2 separate regions of the Oncorhynchus mykiss genome follow, and region 1 is linked to region 2. A link is a contact called in public Hi-C data. All regions are on one chromosome and are shown on one strand. Each heading gives the region's core, a stretch centred on a gene start, on an enhancer-like site or on the middle of the called end of the contact. The rest is flanking DNA. Distances are from core to core; before and after follow the strand shown.

Region 1 (3,660 bases), core at 100-2,599, 210 kb before region 2:
TACCTGAATTTGTCCAATAGAAACTAGTTTTAACTGTTTGGCTAATGATTACAACCCTGGATTTCAGTTCCTACATTACAATAGTTAGTGAGCTGATACTACATGCATCAACCCAAGTACACAAAAGGCTTCAAGCAGGTGCTCTATTCTGTTATTGCCTGACATGATGAAACCTATAACAGTGGCTTCCTTGCTCATGACTCTTGTCCTGGAGATAAATTATCCTGGAAAGACAGTGTAGTCTACTTCTGTCAGCTTTTCTGGAGTATTGTTATTGAACCAAAGGAGAGCTATTCCACCATGCAGACCAAGATTACACAATGAAACGCCACTCACTAGTGGATAAACATGCACCTTGGCGAAAGGAAAACACATTTGATAAGTCCAGTCACTGACCTACTTTATCAACGCCATACTTATGACCGGCCACCTGATGGGAGAGCGGAACACATCCGTTCAGGTGCGCCGCCTGCGATCCTCCCTGAGCGGTCTTCTCCTTCACCGAGCCGGAGAGACAAGTCCCCAGGTTCACCATGGGTCTATTGATTTCCAGTCTTCCCAAAGCTAAAGATGAGTCCATTATCTGATGTTGAGTTGACATTCACAATTCAATGGCTTTTAATCAAATAAAATAGGTAATCTTTAATTCACATGTTGATATCAGTTTGGTAATCTGAGCAACCCCCCACACAATTTCGAGCACCGAGGGGTGTCATCGAATTCGTCAAATGGGCTCGCGTTCAGCACTAAGTCTAACCTAGTATTTAAAATGTAGCAAGGCTCCAAAAGCACTGCTACAATGAGTTTCATATCTTGGTCGGCAACATTAATACAGTCTGGCCACATCCCACTTCCTCAAGAGAGACGTATACACACACTGCTCTCCCGAAACTGTTTTGATGACACAAGACCTATATTTGCGCGCAATGGCGAAATGTGGAATTTCCTTTAAACTACTTATAGCGCGACCCGTTTAGATTGCTATTTGGAAAACACATACATTACAAACAAGCCCCGTTGTTTGCTGCTTACATTACACGTCCCACAATGCTAAAAGACAGGCTGCTAATAGTGACATCACATCTGACGTACAGGCTCCTTGACCCGAAATTGTTTATCAATAAAAAAAACAGCATGGGAAACAATATAATGTCGGACACGCTATCGATGTCTTTAAAGAGTTGCAAGGACCTTCACGTTCGAACATTATCCAATGTGTGTGGCTGGGCGGCTATTCCATCAAGCAAGCTAACGTTACCTAACAACACTTTCGACACTGCCCCTACTGTCGCAATTATATCAACTTCTGGCAACAGCTACAGCGCAGTGGCTTTTCCATCACTGTCGAAAACATTGCCTATGATCCTCAACTTTCTAGGGTCGTCACTCGTTAACACAGCCACAAAGTCATAAACCCCACCCACTTCTTCAATTTATCTTCTTAAAATCTGATTTCAACACATCTTAACCGTAACCGCACGAATAACCGTATGATTAAACCTAACCTTAAATGAAGACCAAAAAGTACATTATTGTTTTCATACATTTTTATAATATCGCCAATTTTTACTTTGTGGCTGTGCTATCTAGTGTAAACCACTTTCTAGGTAATTTTGACAGTATTGCAACACAAGATCTTGCAACACAAGATTATCAACCGTTTAATCGAGTTTAATGCCTAACGAAGATGCCTGCATTATAGGTAAGTAAGCGAAAGGTAAAACCATGATTCGATTTAATTTAAAGCTGTGAATATTTACTTTTTGTACGACTGACCAAATTCACATAGAAATGTTTTATAGATCTGTCATTCTCATTGAAAGCAAGCCTAAGAAGCTGTAGATCTGTTCTATGTACGTTATTTCTATGCTTCCCGCTCTTAAATTTCGTTTTTGCTTCTTATACATTTGCATCTTTTACAGCTGAAAACACAATATTTTTGGTTACGAAAATGTTTTTCTTTTTACAGGTTTGGATGATTCTCTAGACATGTATTTGTTTTGTCACATAAACTAAAATTAGGGGAACTATTCAAATTTTAGCAACCAGGAAATGGAGGAGCGATTTCTGCTATTGCATCTTTCATGTTTTCTATTTGCAGGAGGTCTCTATTAGCCCCAGCCCTTGATCATGACTCTCAGAACCGTTACACATAAAAGTCATTGGACGAAGGCAAGTAGCAAAGACATGCGACTATATGCTAAATGGCCCTGTTCATAACTGTTGCCATGCTCTAGTGTATTCGCACAAGTAGACAGTGTGAATGAACCCATTCATCACAATACACACCTTTATTAGGGTTCCCATATTTCCATGTTACAGTGCTTGTTTACAGAAAACATACGGAAGACAGAGTGGACTACCTGTGCTAATTACACCTGTGTGTAAACGAAAGACAGAGGCCACAGACGTGTGTGTTGCCACTGAAAAATACTGTAGGCTGCAACTTTGTTAAAATTGGTTAGATCAGTGTACAGTAAGTGTGTATTTTCCATTTGTGAAATTATTTAGATATGATATGAAAGTAGAGCGATTTATGTTTCTAGAACCGTACCACAATTGAGAATCGATTCCACGTTTAGATGGGAGTATTTGGCAGTTTTGTCTTCAGAGCCACTTTGCCCTTTAAACAGAGCATGTAAGGTCCTTGGACTAAGGAGTAATACTGGGCTATATTTGCCCATCACTGTGCACAAAGCAATTTCATTTATCTTATGATTGTCATTTTGAAACACTAATATGGAGTCCTCAACCACCATCCCTTGTTTTCTTTCCAGTGCTCTGATGTCTCATTGTGTAAATAAGACTCAATAACAAATCACACTGTTGTGGGAATTGGGCCTTATCTGTTTGAAAATCACGTTATCATAATTGCGCCTTATCTTGTAAACATGGTAGGGTGTATGAACAAGTGAATTACATTTGAAGATGTCCACTCAATCATCATCACTTTGGGCACAATTACAGTGATTTCGGAAAGTATTTAGACCCCTTGACTTTTTCCACATTTTGTTACGTTACAGCCTGATTCTAAAATGCATTATTATCATTTTTAACTCTGCAATCTCCACACAATACCCATAATGATAAAAAAAAACCAGAAATACCTTATTTACATAAGTATTCAGACCCTTTGCTATGAAATCTCCACACAATAACCCATAATGAAAGAAAAAAAACAGAAATACCTTATTTACATATGTATTCAGGGGGGCGGCAGGGTAGCCTAGTGGTTAGAGTGTTGGACTAGTTGCAAGGAAGGTTGCAAGTTCAAACCCCCGAGCTGACAAGGCTGTCGTTCTGCCCCTGAACAGGCAGTTAACCCACTGTTCCTAGGCCGTCATTGAAAATAAGAATTTGTTCTTAACTGACTTGCCTAGTTAAATAAAGGTACATTTTTTTTTTTTTTTTTAAATTAAAAAAAAAAAATAATTCAGACCCTTTGCTATGAGACTCGAAATTGATCTCAGGTGCATCCTGTTTCCATGGATCATCCTTGAGATGTTTCTACAACTTAGAGTTCAACTGTGGTAAATTCAATTGATTGGACATAATTTGGAAAGGCACACGCCTGTCTATATAAGGTCCGACAGTTGACACTGCAGGTCAGAGCAAAAACCAAGCCATGAGGTCAAAGGAATTGTCCATAGAGCTAGATTG
Region 2 (4,124 bases), core at 632-3,131:
CTCCACACCTTGCTGCTCCGAATCCGAATTTGTTCCTCCATAAAAAAATGTCAACCTCTCTCTCTTCAACTCCTTCAAACTCTATATCACTTTCATCAGATTCATTCTCTGAGCTACCAAAGTATGGATTTCCATTTTTGTACTTGACACCCAACAACTCTTTCTGTATAAGCACTTTGTGACATCTACTGACGTAAAAAGGGCTTTATAAATACATTTGATTTGCTGAGGTTTTTTCCTTGTTCCCTCCACCCTGCCACCACCTTCCTCTTGTCAGTTTCAACATCCGAACTGCTGTAGCGCAATTTCGTTTTTTTTTTGCTTCTCTTTCTCAATAACTTCTCTTGTCACAGGTTTTTCTTGTTTCTTCAACTTTTCTGCTATCTTACAAGCTGCGAATTTCCACTTTTGTACTTGACGCGTATCAACCTCCTGTCCTCATCCTCCATATTCAAACCCCCTCCGGCCGCAAGACTCAGTGATGAGCCTACGTAAAGCATCTGAACTGGAACAAACATTTCAGTAACATAAATCCCAGTAACATATTGAATTAGTTTAGAAAATTGTTGTAATTTATATTTGAGTAACGTAAGATTAATTAGATATTAGATAGGATTTAACATAGCTATTGAAACAAACAATTCAAAAAATCTACCTGCAATAGAGCATGCTGGGAAATATGATAACGATGGGTGTGGTTTTGGTTCAAAGTGATATTTATGCGTTTCAGGCCTCTGGATTAGAATGGCGCAGGTGGTCTAAGGTACTGCATCTCAGTGCTCGAGGCATCACTACATACCCTAGTTTGATTTCCTGTATCACAACTGGCTGTGATTGGGAGTCCCATAGGGTGGTGCACAATTGTTAGGGTTTGGCTGGGGTAGGCTGTCATTGTAAATAATAATTAGTTCATAACAGACTTTACTAGTTAAATACATAAAGAAAAACTAGGCCCTCAAAATAAGGCCTCATGAAATACAGATGTTATTGTGTTAAACATATATTTTTATGATAACATTTTCGCTTGGGATCTCACTTGGTGAAGTTCATAGGACTGAAAATGAATTAATGTAATAACCATGGCTCTGTCACTAACAAATACAGTAAGTGGTCGTCACTAACTACCACAGACACAAAGCCATAAACAACCCCCACCTATTTCTACAGTTCTTCTTAAAATCTTCTAAAATCTTCTTGAATCTTCTTAAAATGTGATTTTAAACCTAACCCTAGTGTTAACCATAATCTTAACCACGCTTCTAACCTTATGCTTAACACTAACCTCGTTTTTTCCCCCGTTTTTTTACGACATATGCAAGTTTGACTTTGTGGCTGTGCTGTCTAGTGGAAACCGTGGTAACTAAAATTTACTCCAAATGCCGGGAAATGTAGTTTACTAGGATCCCATTAGCTGCTGCACATGCAACAGCTACTCTTCTTGGGTCCAAAAAGGCAAGGCATTCTGGGAAGTATTTGAATAAGGCTTTACACTAAGCAGTATGTTCATTTAACACTGTTTCGGTATCTATGGGTCCACAGGCTCCACACTTTGTGTTGATTTAGCACTCTCAGTTTTAATTTAGTGGTTTTTTTAACACTGGAGATTTTGTAGTGTGGAGTTGTGTGTGTTTTTTATTATACATTTGTTAATCTCGTTTAACTAAAAACTAATGTTTTGTTGTAACTGACCCCTAAACTCATCTGCGGATCTCAGGACACGCCATCGGGGAAAACGAGCGCAACTTTGCGAAACGTCAGAATGTTAGAGGAACAAACAACAACCAATGAAACGGCAGATTTGAACGGGGGGGCAGAACTGATTGAGAGTGATTTCAACAAATCAGTGTTAGCGTCCTCGAGAATTTATGACCAATCAGCGAACGAATATCGAAAATAGCACCTCCTCTTGTTCAGCACCCAAAGGACGAAAGTGCGAGATTCGTCTGTGTTGTCTATTATAGCTAGCTAACTATTACTGCCTGCCCATATTTGTGTAGAAACGTACAGAATATATATTTTTTTTCGCTTGATGTGACAAACTTAGTTAGTATCAAACATGCGTAAAAACCTACGCCATCCGAACAGGGAACCGCCGAGAAAGGAATTATCGCCACTCATCTGAGGCCAAACTCGCCGATTTTGTTTTGTCAAATAAGGAAACACAACAAGAACGTCAGCTAGCTCGACACATCACCACGAAAATACCCACTACACAGGGACCTCAAAAACATCTACATTCGTTTTACAGTTGGAAACGTAAGTATAAGTGAAGAGGTTTAGCTGGTGGAGCAATCGTTGTTGGTTAGCTTGCTAACGTTAGCAAAATGCTAATAGGCCATGCTAGGCTATCTGACGTTATCGCAGAGATAGCTACTCTATTGATTCTCGCATGCTGTTGTGTAACGTTAGTTTGGGTAGCAGCTAACATTAGCTTGCACGTTAGCTGCTTTTGGCTACGTGCGTTTGACTGTCAACGTCGGTCTAAAAGGTGCATCAATTGTTTTCCAATTCCGTGCGTGGGCTGGGAAATGTCATTGTTTTGCCAACAATTTAGAGGAACTAACGTTAGCCACCTATTTTTCAGGTGACACCTTGCCAGTTAACTGTATCGTTTGGTTTGTTGGCAGTTGTGTTTAACGCGTTTAACCTAATCGGATCAAATGTAATATTATTAGCACAGTTAATTATATAATCGCCTCCCCCACTCCACATTTTGCTGCGTTAAATTAGCATCGCATATTTTTTAACTCCGACACATACTGGCATTTGGCTAACTGACGTTAACCATTGACTACAGTTAGATAACTATCCAACTAGTTAACTAAATCAATGCTAGTGGTCTGTGATGGCCAGTCTGGGTGATTTAGAATGCTACCATAAATGTAGCTTTATAGTTTCACCCACCAATGGTAGAATCTTAACCCAGGACTGGTCCATTCACCATGCTACAAACCCCTGCTACTGCACAGCTAGAGCAGGGCCTCTGTGGTTTGGCGTCGGTGTAGCAGTGGGCCAGGTGGGGTGTGTGTGGCATTCTGGGGTGACCCTTGACAGGGGCAGTGGGCGAGGTCTGTCACCTGCTGACCCAGATTGTGTAAGGTCACCTAGACTCTGACCCCCTATCTATTCTTCAGGTATATAAAGATATACACAGAGTAGTGATTCAAATAATGTATTTGTCACATGCAGTGAATACAACAGGTGTAGACCTTACAGTGAAATGCTTACTTACAAGCTCTTTCCTAATGATGCAGAGTTAAATAAGATAAAAACACAAGAAATATGCAGTGACTCTTGGTTGGATGACTTATGTGAACTTGGACAGACGTTTAGCATTGACACAGCCCTCTCTTTATCACTACTGGAACTAAGATGGAGAATATAGCGAGAAGAGACAAGGCAGGGAAATGGAGTGAGAGGATGAAAGGTTCAGTACAGGGTCGTGTTCAGGCCGAATGTAACCAAATGTTCTGAAACCAAAATGTTAGACTCTGAACAGACACTTATCTTCTCACCTGGTCCTGTAGAGATACAGTGTGTGCAGGTATTAGTTTCAGACCAGCATTAACAGACATGATTGGTTCCACTAATGAACTCCCATCAAGATCTCGGTTAGCTTAATCAGGTGTGTTGGTGCTGGGCTGTAAGATCTAATTCGACTGGATAGGTTTCCACCCATTCTGAGAGTAAGATGAACCAGTCAACAGTTTGGACACACCTACTCATTCCAGGGTTATTCTTTATTTATTTTACTCTTTTCTACATTGGGGAAATATAGTGAAGACATCAAAACAAAACAGATGGAATCATGTAGTTACTAAAAAAAATGTTAAATCAAAATACATTTGAGATTCTTCAAAGTAGCCACCCTTTGCCTTGATGACAGCTTTGCACAGTCTTGGAAATCTCTCAACCAGTCTTGAAGGAGTTCCCACATATGCTGAGCACTTGTTTCCTGCTTTCCCTTCACTCTGAGGTCCAAATCATCCCAAACCATCTCAATTGGGTTGAAGTCGAGTGATTGTGGAGGCCAGGTCATCTGATGCAGCACTCCATCACTCTCCCTCTTGGTCAAATATACCTTACACAGCCTGGAGGTTTGTTGGGTCATTGTCCTATAAATC

What was found. A called contact is a pair of places that touch in the nucleus more often than the background predicts.
Region 1: a Hi-C map of liver shows a contact between it and region 2, with 4 times the contacts expected there. The contact joins the promoter of LOC110491367 here to the promoter of LOC110491385 in region 2. A contact is called at or near these places in 2 of 3 Hi-C or Micro-C datasets (blood and liver).

What each region holds. Positions count from the first base shown.
Region 1 is chr16:12,543,100-12,546,759 of USDA_OmykA_1.1, reverse strand. It overlaps LOC110491367 (inositol polyphosphate multikinase), which reads right to left and starts at 1,349. Exons shown (of 6, transcript XM_036946201.1): 1 at 401-1,349.
Region 2 is chr16:12,336,698-12,340,821 of USDA_OmykA_1.1, reverse strand. It overlaps LOC110491385 (protein phosphatase 1B), which reads left to right and starts at 1,881. Exons shown (of 8, transcript XM_021564789.2): 1 at 1,881-2,256.